Linked DNA regions of Mus musculus: region 1 is linked to region 2. Evidence: chromatin contacts called from public promoter capture Hi-C data. All regions are on one chromosome and are shown on one strand. Each heading gives the region's core, a stretch centred on a gene start, on an enhancer-like site or on the middle of the called end of the contact. The rest is flanking DNA. Distances are from core to core; before and after follow the strand shown.

Region 1 (6,043 bases), core at 1,760-4,259, 2.3 Mb before region 2:
TGGGTTTCATATAAGAGTATACAAAGTTGGAAGGGGGACAAGTGTGCTGAGTTTCATGCTCTGGACAAGGGGTGGAGGTACATATTTAACACAGCAAAGCAGACCTGGCCTCCAGGTTTTCCCAGCATCCCCCAGTCCCTACCGGGCATATCCCATCCCCAACCCTGGACTTTCCAGCCCAGGGGCTGGGCTGTCCTTCCCTAGGAGGTTTTTCTATTCATTATCCATTGGTCTCAGCTTTTCCCCCTCCCTCTTTCCTTCTCTCTACCAGCATACTTTCTCTTTTTCTCTCCCCCTTCCCCTTTCTCTCCCTTCCCATGGCAACTTCCCTAGCCTCCTACTTTGGGGCCCAGTGTACTTGGCCTCCCGAGAGCAGTTTCCCAATAAGCCTGTATTTATATATATTTTAATTGGGCTTGAATTTGCTCATTTCTCTGGCGGAAAAATAATCTTTTAAGGTGCAGGATACATGAAGAGTTAAGGAAGGAGGGAGGGGTAAGTATGATTGAATAATTGTATGCATGTATGAAATTCTAAAAAATATATTAAAGGCATTTTAAAGTAGACTAAGAATATTCATTACTACTTGAAGACATTTGTCATTAAAATGAAGAAAAAGAAAAATAAACTTTCCTTACTTCTTTCTTTCTTTTGCTTTGGTGGGGCTTTTTGCTGGTTGGTTGGCTGGTTGGCTGGTTGGCTGGTTGGCTGGTTGGCTGGTTGGCTGGTTGGCTGGTTGGTTAGCTGGTTCGGTCTGGTTGGGTCTTTAGCATGCTTGCAGGCTAAGGAGAAGAAGGAATTCACAGATAGTTTTGTTGGCCTGAATTCTCTGAACCAGTGAGGGCAGGAATAGAGCAGTTTCTAGAGTGAGTTAATGAATAGTCTTCTACTCACTAGAGTGTGGCCCACAGACCAGGAGACCTGGCACGAACTCAAAGCTTGTTAGAAATGTTTAACCTGTGTTTAGTTTGTAGAAGAACCCAGAGTCAGCATTTGAACAAGAGCCCAGGTCATCGATATGTATAGTAAATATATTCTTACTAAAAACTGGGATAGGTTAAGACAGAAATACGGAGGAAGATCCAGAGCATATGCAGACACTCAGACTCCTTCTTCGTTCATTTACTTAAGTCTGTTTTGATTTTTATCTGAGACTCAGGAAGAGATGATTAGAACGCCCTTCAAGTACTTCCAAGTTTGGTGTGTGCATGGGAGCGGTAGATGAGAAGTGAAGCTTTGTGTGCCGTGAAATAATCTCCAGTCCAATCAGAGCTAAGGCTCAGCTTTTCTCTAGCCAGAAGCATCTACAGATGTCACCGCTTAGACATCAAACTTAGGTGTCTTCCTTATTTGGTTGGCAGTGGCTCTGATATTTTTGGGCTTAGTTTCGTGGTTCAGCAAATTGTTAAAGTCTCTCATGTGGCTCTATCATGTAGCCAGGCTTGAGAACTGAACTAAGTCAAAGTGAGGCTTCCCAGCCTTGGAGTTTCAATGACAGATGATCCTGGGTTCCATTCCCTATGGATTTCAGTTTAATCAGGCTGAGGTGACACTTTAAAGATGACCTACTGATGTCACTGACTCCGTCCCTCTAAGTACTTCCCCTTCCTCAACAGCTCTCAGCTTCAGCTACAGAAATCACCCGGGGAAACTCTGAGAATGCCAACGTTCAAGCACTCCAGTCAAAACTGGCCATACCTGGATGGGAGAGATGCTTTTGTGGTTGAGAGCACTGGCTGCTCTGGCAGAGAACCCAGGTTCAACTTGGAGCACTCAGGGAATGGCTTACAACCTCTGAAACTCCAGCTCTAGATCGGATGCCTTTGTCTGGCCTCTGAGCGCACCTGAAAGACATATGCTGCGCACATACAATGCTCACGTCAGCATTTAAGTGTTGAAAGGAAGCACGTGCCTTTTACCCTTCAGCTGAAGTCTTGTGGCATCAGTTACTGAGCCTCTTGGTGTTCACTCCGATTCAACAGCAATAGCAAGAAAGACTGCATGGTGACCATCAACTATGTACATAGGCCAGTGCCTTTGTGTTCTGTGTTTGTACACCTAGCAAGACCAGTTTTTCATAGATGCGATGAATTAACAGCCCTATTTCTTCCTATTATGTAAGACTAGTGCTACTGCTCAGAACTGTGCCCCTTCATACGTGTGATTGCATCAGCAGTGACACCACATGATGGGAGGCAATTTAGGGGATAAACATAAACACTCCGAAGTTTTCCTCAAGATTCACAACTAACTTGCCAGTGGCTTCCCCAACTTGTGACCCAGAGATCTCATCAGAATCCTGGCGCCTGCATGCTCTAAATGATGGTTACTGAGCACAATTTTTATTTGTGGTCCTGAACTTTGAATTTTCAATAAGCTCTAGTGCATTCTGAAATTGGGAATGTCTGTCTTTCAAAGGAGACTAGAAACAAGAACTATGGCAAAAAGAATGCCTTTTATCAGTTAAATTCAATATTTAATGAGCACCTTAAGCTGGCAAAATGCCAGCACAAGACATGTGTTCAGTGTCTCTACAAAAATCACGACATAAAGCAATACATTTACTGTATTAGTCTATTCTACAACAACTATTAGTAAGACAGGCCTATCTTCCCCTGTGATGAGAGTGGAGTACTAAGCCAATGCTCTAAACAGGCAGTTTAAGCCAAGGCTCAATCTCAAAACTTTTAGGTTCGCTGTTGTCCTAGAATTCGGTTTAGATGTTACAGGAATTTCTACATTCTCTCAGTTGCAGGTGAGTTGTTACAGATGCTAGAATACTCTAATGAGAAGTCAGTTACAGGGAGCACACAAGCTATTTCGTTGAATCCCATTCCAACCTTTATGGTACTGAACACGAACAGCATTGGGACTTCATTTCCCAGAAGGCAGTGCGACACCGACTCACGCGAGCCTTCGGGGGAAACTTGCCTGTTTTTTTCACGCCTGCCGTAAAGGCGCGCGGTCTGCTGGGACATGTAGTTTGGTTAGCCCTAGGACGCCCCCTCAAATGAATGGGACCGGGTATGACTGAGAACTACAGCTCCTGGTCTGGCCGCGTCGGTGGCAGCTGCGGAGGAAGAGTTGATCAAGACGGCCCTCAGGGAGGGAACCGCTGGCGGTGGTGATGTTGCGCGCGGATTTTCTAGGGTAGCGAACTGAAAGGGCGCTTTTTCTGCGCGCTGGCTCCCCGTGCCCCGCACCGGCCATGCGCCCGGCCTTCGCGGTGGGCCTGGTGTTCGCAGGCTGCTGCAGTAATGTGATCTTCCTAGAGCTGCTGGCCCGGTGAGTGACCCTCTCGGGCCGCGCCCGGGTTCTCGAAGCTGGTCCGGGGTTGCTAGCCCTGGCCGCCTCCCTAGTGCGCTGCACGGGATACCCACGCAGTCAGCTACTCTGCAGCCCTGGCACTCCTCCATTCGTTAGCATCCAGGTGACAGGAACATCCAGAGTGCTGCTGTCGGCATCTCCAAGCCACACTTTGGGGAGTTTGAAGCCTGGAGACTTTCTCACGTGACCGATCCTAGGTCTCTAGGAGCACCCTCTCCAACTACTACTCATCCAACTCTAGCACCTTTCGCTGACCAGTGAATGAATGACACGTGTCTGTCTGGAGCAAAACTTTTCTCACAGAAAGTTTTGTGTGTGTGTGTGTGTGTGTGTGTGTGTGTGTGTGTGTGTTGACATGTTTTGCGAAACATTTGTTTTTGTTGGTCGTAGAGATAGATGGTTGTGAGCACTTGGCTTAGACTCATATGTGAGTGATGTGGTGCAGATAACAACTGAGCTGTCACCATGGTCCCTGGGCATTTCGCACATCACAGTCTTTCGTTGAGAAGCGTGCTCTTTGAAGTGTAGATTGGGAACAGGATTGGCTTTGTGGTGTGGTGTCTTGCAAATAACGTTGGGTAACTATGTGCAAAGTTCAGTAGGCAGAAGTTAGAAAAGAGACAGGAGATGAACTGGAAAACGATTAGGACTAAACAGCTCCAGTTAGTTATTTAAGGTTTGGAGCTTCGGTCTCCTTTTTCAGACAGTTCAATACTCAGTTCAGAGTCACTAGCTACAGGTTTCTATCTATATACTGCTTAGGGCAACCCTGTGACCAAGAGTTACATTGTTTTGTTGAAAGTGAAACAGATGCAAAGTTGGGCATCTTTTCACTATTTGGAAGTGGCAGAGCAAAAATGGGCTGGACTGTATCTGTCTAAGCTCCTAGCCCAGTAACATTTCCAGATGCCTTCCATTTTTGAACTTGAGTTTTGAACATGGTGTGATGTCTGTTGGAAATTTATCCTGTTTGATACTGTTGGTTTGAATCCTTCAGAAGTAAGCAGTTTATTTATGATCAAGTCTGTATGTGTTATAGTTTGCTTTTAGAGAGCTTACCGTTTTATTATGCAGAGTGTTGATGAAGATCGATTGTCTTGGGAGTGGACAGGAAGATGAAAATGAAAAAGAAGTTTCTGGATACACTTCAAAGGCAGAAAACTTTGGAATTCAATCTATTTAATATATTTTTAAATAAGAAAGTGATATATATTCAGGCTAGCTATAGAAACAAAGTCAGATAATTGCATTGAATATGCCACTAAATTATGTGAAACCTGTGTGTTCTAGCTTGTGAGCTCTTGGCTAAAACACTTTTCTCAACCATCAGAGGGGTGGGTGATAACAGCTTCATCCCCATGGATTTTGAAGGTGAATGAGAAATGCCTACCTCACGTTGGTGACTTCCCTAGCCTTCTCCCTTACAATTTGTCTCAGTGCAGGCGTACGTTGTTTTTGTGAGGGTCCAGAAAAGTTCTGTGTGTATCCAGAAATGGATTCCTTTCTCTTTATAAAGTCTTTTCATTCTTTATAGGAACTTTTATTTAGAATTTTATTAGGATCAATTTGTAAATGAATCCAAATTCCTTATTTAACTTTACATATATATAAATCTGCATTTTTGCATACAACTGAGGGTTTTCCTTAAGACGTAAGGAAGTGGGCTTATTAATGCAATGTATAGTACATTAGACTGATAACAACGTATGCCTGATTTGCTTAAGTAAACTCTTCACACTGTCGAGCCGTGAAAGCCGACCCGATTCGTCCAGATAGCCTTTAAAGTTCCTTCTAGATATGATCTTGAGATTTGTGGCTTTAATCTTGAGAAATCACCGTAGAAACTTCTCAGAAAAGCAGAAGCTGTGCTTTTTAAATGGCTTCCTTGGAACACTCAGGTGTTAACTCTAAATACAAAGGCTGCAAAGACTTGTTGAAAGAAGGGAGTGTTGAGCCATTTCCCCCCCAGTTGAAAAACAGATTCAGTTTCTTCTTGCTGACCTTTGTAGACCTAGAATTGGTGCCAGTGATAAGGTGCAAACCTTGTGCACTGCGTAAGCAGCTACACAGTAGTGAGTGAGGTCTTGATTCCCTTCTTAAGGAGCTTATGGTCAACCTTGAAAGCATGATACATATGTGTATATGCTATACACACACACACACACACACACACACACACACATACACATAGAGAGCTAATGAAGCAGGTAAGGTATTGTGTGTCTTAACATCAGGATAACAATCTGAAAGATTTTATTTTTCCCTTTAAGACATGATGGTGAATTCAATAAGAAAGTTTTATATCCAGGAAAGAAAGGAGGTGAAAACGTCTGCCCAAGTCATTCCTTTCAAAGTTGCTGGGTTGTTTGTTTGTTTTTTTTTTTTAATTGAAATTTGAATTTTTGCCAAAGAAAGTCCTAAGTAAGAGAAGGTGTCTGCAATTAATGATTATAAGTCTTAAATAAAGCTTAAGAGAAGGAAAGATTCTGGGAAAGCATTTCAAGTTTTTATTTATTAGAACTTTATTTATTCGCTTTAAAGCGATTTATTCCAGCTAACAGAACCCTTTTCCTTGAGCCGTGCCAGCAGTGTGTCCCTAAGATGCTCTCCGAGTTAGCTTAAAGGAGTGTTGAATGTCGGATCGTAGGAAGGCATCACGCACCTCCTATGCAAAGACAAAAAGTAGACTAGAGTTATCAGAGGACCCCATGGGAGG
Region 2 (5,586 bases), core at 762-3,261:
TGTCTCTAAGGTTTTAGCTTTTGAATAAAGTCACTTAAATGAATGACTGAACCCACAGCCTTTTGTCCTTGGTTTCTTTCCGTAGGGAGAAGTATGTTGGATTGTTAACATTGTTACCTACAGTTCAGTTCTTTTTCACTGCTGGATAGTATTCAGTTATTTGCCACAGTTTCTTTGTTATCTGTCAAATGGATATCTGGATTGTTTTTAATTTGGAGCCAGAAAGAATAAAATCATTAAGAACGTGTAAGCACGTCTCCATGCCTTTTCTTGGACAAAATCCTTGGTGTGGTCTTGGGGTAAAACAAAAGCATGCTTCAATTTTAAAGAAACAACTAAGGTTCCTTCCAGAGTGACTGCACCACTGGTATTCTCAGCAGCAAGGGAAGGGATTTTCTGTTGTTTCATGTCTTCATCTACACTTTTAACTTGCAGTGGTAGTGATAGAAGTAGCTCACTGAAGTTTTAATTCGGATTTATTTTTTTAATTATGCACGTATTCCCATTATTTTGTGCCGCTGTTCTAACACAAATCTCTAATTTCTCCTTCTTGAGTAATAGCTGACACCCATTTCTTTATGGCAATAAATTAAGCTCTGATCATCCTGTCCAGGCTCTCAGCTTCCGCTGAACGTTGGTTTTTGAGGGAGACCCAACCATGAGTTGAGTTAGTCATGAAGGAGGTTAATTCATCTTGAGTGAACTATCCTGTCACGATGTATCTGGTCTTGCATTTTTAACCATTTGTTTTCTTGTTGATTTTTTCCCCTTACATTGAAAATAGCTTTTTTTCTCAAATAATATATCCTGATTATGGCTTCCCCTTCCTCTTCTCCTCCCAGTACCTCTCCTCCTCCCATCTGGGTCTATGCCCTTATGTTTCTCACTAGAAAACAAACAGGCTTCTAAGGATAATTTGTGGATTTTCCTAACGATTGCTGACATTGATCATCTTATTGATATGCTGGCTGTAGACACTTGTTCTTCAGTACAGTATCTATTGAGATCCTTTGCCCATATGCATCATATTATTATTTTTTATAAATTTTAATCCATGGACGTAGTACACCTCTCTATTAACTTACGTATTCCTTGATTTCTTTTAGTATTAACTTATAGTTTTAATTTAATTAATTTATTTAAGAATGCATTTTTACTTCTTTTATTTGTATAGCTGTGTGTCTGTGCCCTGTATCTGTGGTGCTGAGTCTCCTGGTACTGGACTTAAATGTAGTTGCATCTGTGATGTGGGTTCTGAGAACTAGACTCAGGCCCTCTGGAAGAACAAGTGTGCTTAATCCCCAAACCATCTCTCTGTCCCTTTGTTTTGCAGACTTTAGTAGCATTTTTTTTAATTTACATAAGTATTTCAGAGTTTCCTCCATTAACTGAGATGATTTTTCCACTTTTTCTGACCAAGCATTCCTGGGGCTTACTTTGCCAGTTGCTGAGTCCCATGACACATGACAGTTTTCACAAATAGTATTAGAGGACTTGCATTTAATAATATTTTATTGGTGACATGTCTGCATTCATGCCGAATGGACCAGGTTTCTTTTCTTGCAGTATGTGGTTGGATACTGTAAGATCAGGACTGAGAAAAAAATTTTTAAAAAGAGGATCCCAGCTCTGTGGAAGTAAAGTGTCTTTCAGTCAGAACAATGAAGGACAGTGGTCTCTTCTGAAGTAGAGATCGTGTGACCAGGTGAAGGGAGCTTGAAGATTTATAAGACAGAAAAGAAAGCCTTGGGAGTAGAAGATTCTGCACATCTGTTCCCCTGCATCCTCAGAGTTGTGCCAATACCGAGGGGAGACAGAGTGTTGATCTTTTCATGAGAAGTTCAGCATCCTGGATCCTACATCTTCCAGAAGCTGACAATGTTTTCTCTGTAGTTCTCAATCCACTAGAGGTCATTAACACTTTGAGAATCAGAGTAGTTTCCCTCCCCCGTAAGATGTGTTGAGCATTTTCTCCTCTTCCTGGAAGGCTCTATGTTAATTTCTCTTTGTTTGCTTAATGTTTGAAAGAATTCATTAACTATGCTGGTATTCTGTCTGGACTCCACCTCCACAATTTCCTGGCAAGGTAACTTTAGGGAGGAGCATACCTGGCTGTTGCCAGTTAACTGTGGGGGTAGAGTCCAAACAGAATACCAACAAACTGGATCTCCAGATTTGGGTTTGGGTTTTTATTTCGTTAGTTGGTCATTGGGTTTTTTTGTGTTGTTGTTGTTGCTGCTGCTGTTGAGTTCTATTTTTCTGGAAAAATATATTTCTACCCACAAATCCACCTCCTTACTTAATTAGAGCATTCTCAGGTTCCTGGTTTCTTCTTCACCACCCTTGGGCCTTTTGTGTCTTTCCAGGACTTGGTCCATTTCATTAAAACTCTCGGATTGACTGCCATCAAATAAACTTTCCCATCGCACAGCTGCTCTGCTCTATGCGATCTTTGGTAAGTGCTGCTGACAATCTGTCTTGTGTATCTGTTGAATTCGGTCAGTCAGCCTAGACGCTCACTGGGTTGGTTCATCTTTGCCTTTGTTGACAATGTGTTCCTTTGGTTTCCCTGATTTCTGCTCTTAACTTAGTACTGGGTTCTTCCTTTCCTTTCCTTTGGTCATAATGTGTCCTCTTTTGAAAGTTAACTTTTTAACAGTTTTTTGTCTAGATACAATGTGTCACAATCACATTCACCACACTTGACCTTCTCACATCCACATTCCTCTGACCCCTTGCATCTTCCCCACTTGCCCCCCTTTCCTTTTATGCCATTTTAGGTGGGGTCTTAGCCACGCCGCCACATCTTCATGATTGCAAAGGCCATCTCATCCAGCAGACCAAGCTCCCCCTGCCATCAGCCCCCCTGCTGTCAGCTCTTGCAGTCTTTCCACCCCATCTTCTGCAGTGTTCTCTCAGCCTTAGAGGAAGTGCTAGAGATATCCGTGTAGGCCTGAACACTCAACATGCACTCACTCTCAGCACTTGAACCAGCTAGGACTCTGTAAAAAGAAGTTTCTCTTGCCAAGGCTAGCACAGCTTTAGCCTAATCACAAATATTAAGAAGGCAATATTAATAATCATTACTAATGATTTACACTTCTAAATTACATTTATTTTCCTGGCTTCTTAAAAGGGAAGTTGTATCATTACTTTGAAAACTGTCTGTTTTTCTTCTATTAGTATTTAATGCTAACAATAGCCCTCCTGTCACTCCTGCTGATACCACTCAGTTCCTTTTCATTGTTCTGAAAATAAATCCTAGTACCTCATGATTCTTTATCTGACCCATGGTTTATTTTAAAATACTTTATTAACTCCTGGATACTTCAGGATTTTTCAGATATGGTTCTTTTGAAAGTTTCTAATTTAATTTGGTCATGGGCAAAATGATTTTTTATGTAAGTTTAATCTAAGATTTGTTTAGTCTTATTTTTATGTGTCAGCATATAGTCTGACTTTGTACACATCCCAGAGGCATTTAAAAGGAAGATACATTCAACATTCATTGGGTAAAATGCCTAATAAATATTAATAAGGTAAAGTTTGGTAATAGGACTCAGGACTTCTACAGATTTTTGTCTAATTGTTCTATAAATGTCTACGTCAGACTGACAGGAGTCTCTGGCTGTAGCTTTGAGACTTTCTATTGTCCCTTTCAGACTTATCCTTTTTATTTGTGTATTTCAAAGCTGTATGCCTAGGTGTATACTCACTAAGAACTTTTTATGTCCTCTTAATTCATTGATGCTTTGGGTCATTGCCTAATGACCACTGTCTGTGGTAATTTTCCCTATCCTGAAGCCCCAGTTGTCTGACATTAATAAAGGCAACTGTGTTTTGCGTTAGTGGCTCATGGCATGTCTCCCTCTCTTACTTTTTACCTGTCTTTGTCTCTACACAGACGTGAGATTGTCTGCTGGTTAATCTACTGTTAGATCCCATTTCCATTCAGCTTCTTAAAAGCAATGTGTGTTTATCGGGCATGTCTCTGAATTCATTTTTCTCATTTACATACTGGGGGCCTGAAGCAGATGACCTGTAAGCCTCTTTCTAACAGTCTATGGTCCTCCTACTATGAAGTAGCCCTGTTGTGGCCTCTGCCCATCCTCTTGTCCATACAGCCAGCATCCTCTCCTGTTGTTGTCTGTGCTGTGATTTAAGGACACCTCCAGTTGTTCTCTACAGTCTTGCATCTCAGGGGTAGTGAGCGGACTCTGTGCGGGACGGCCTTCTCATGCTCTCATATAAGCATGATTCAAGCCCATTGTCCTCCTAGGGTACTCCATATTGAAGAAACGGAGGAGGAGGGAGGAGAAGGGGGAAGAGGAGGAGGAGGAGGAGGAGGAGAATAAGGAGGAGGAGGAGGAGAAAAGGAAGAAGAAGGAAGAAGGAGAAGAAGGAGAAGAGAAGAGAAGAAGAAGAAGAGAGAAGAGAGAAGAGAGAAGGAGGAGGAGGAGGAGGAGGAAGAGGAGGAGGAAGAGGAGGAGGAGGAGGAAGAAGAAGAAGAAGAAGAAGAAGAAGAAGAAGAAGAAGAAGAAGAAGAAGAAGAAGAAGAAGAAGAAGAAAGAGACAAAGAGAGGCCCCATTTGCCAGATTCTCCCTTTCCATCAACAATTTGCCCCCACGCATGTTCCATTATCCCTAATTAACTCCAACCTGAAAAATCCTTCATTCCTCTCCCCAAATGCCACAGAGTAGAAGCATTTCCTTTCCTCACTCCATCTGTTCCTGCCTTGGCAACTGCCCACTGGATGCTGCACTAGACAATGCACAGCAGCTCAGGGCCCAGCCCAAGGAGAGGAGGAGTAAAGCCGGAGCCAGCAGAGGTTGCCAAACTGTCCATGTGTCTCTCCTCTTCAGTCTACTCTAGCCTGTGTCGACCCTGTGTTGGCACCCCTGTTCCTTGGGCCTGTGGTCTCTGCCATCTGAAATGGGGTGAGCCATTGCCAGAATCTCCTTAAACTCTGGGCTATTGATAGGACAAATAAGGTCACAGCTAAAGGACAAGAATTGGCTGGATTTAAGGTGGTCGGGGAGCACTGAGATAATTAGCTTTTCTATACTAGCAAGCTGCAGATAGACACTGAAACTTTCTTTTCCCATCTTTCAGGCTGTTAAAAGATACTGTGATCTCCAAGTTCACCCCTAGAGTTTCTTTGTGTCCTGTGAAGAAAAGAAAGCAGAGGGGGGTGCAATTGACTCCGTAGTTGCTATTTCAGTTTCCAGAGGAGCCCAGCTTGTTGATTGAAGAGATTGTTATCGTGTTTGGGGCTCCGTGAAGGTGACCTTCAAATCTTTTGCTAAACCAAAGGCTCCTTTCCTCCCTCCCCCTAAACTGAGTCTGAGAAAAACTTAGAACAGGGAGAGTTGGGGTACTTGAAGAAACCAGGCTCTCTGAGAAAGGCTGAGGAAGCAAAGGAGACAGGTGAGGAGTTTATATGCTGCTCCCCAGAGTAGGGGATAATAGACTCCTAGGATAATGATTGGAGGGGCTGCTTTAATAAGACTCTGTATGTGCACTGGACCACCCCAGGGAGCCAGTGGCTAACTGGCAGAGCTGGCTGGAGCGCTGGATTCATGTGC

Evidence for each region. Promoter capture Hi-C pulls out the DNA fragments that hold promoters and counts their contacts.
Region 1: a contact with region 2 is called in a promoter capture Hi-C map of embryonic stem cells, with 4 times the contacts expected there. The contact joins the promoter of Slc35b4 here to the enhancer-like site in region 2. A contact is called at or near these places in 2 of 39 promoter capture datasets (embryonic stem cells and hippocampal neurons), 1 of 484 Hi-C or Micro-C datasets (embryonic stem cells) and 3 of 115 datasets of contacts at active chromatin or transcription factors (astrocytes and embryonic stem cells).

What each region holds. Positions count from the first base shown.
Region 1 is chr6:34,174,020-34,180,062 of GRCm38.p6, reverse strand. It overlaps Slc35b4 (solute carrier family 35, member B4), which reads left to right and starts at 3,009. Exons shown (of 10, transcript NM_021435.3): 1 at 3,009-3,285. The coding sequence starts at 3,209. Gm13855 (a long non-coding RNA gene) reads right to left here and starts at 3,015. Exons shown (of 3, transcript XR_868963.3): 1 at 2,841-3,015; 2 at 1,699-1,858; 3 at 686-782.
Region 2 is chr6:31,898,451-31,904,036 of GRCm38.p6, reverse strand. No RefSeq gene overlaps it. Among named protein-coding and RNA genes, the nearest start is that of Gm31894, 120 kb to the left of the region's middle. Within about 2 kb of position 2,011, at least 5 of the 459 cell types and tissues checked have an H3K27ac peak or open chromatin away from gene starts, as enhancers often do. A contact at or near this core is called in embryonic stem cells, where this site is marked.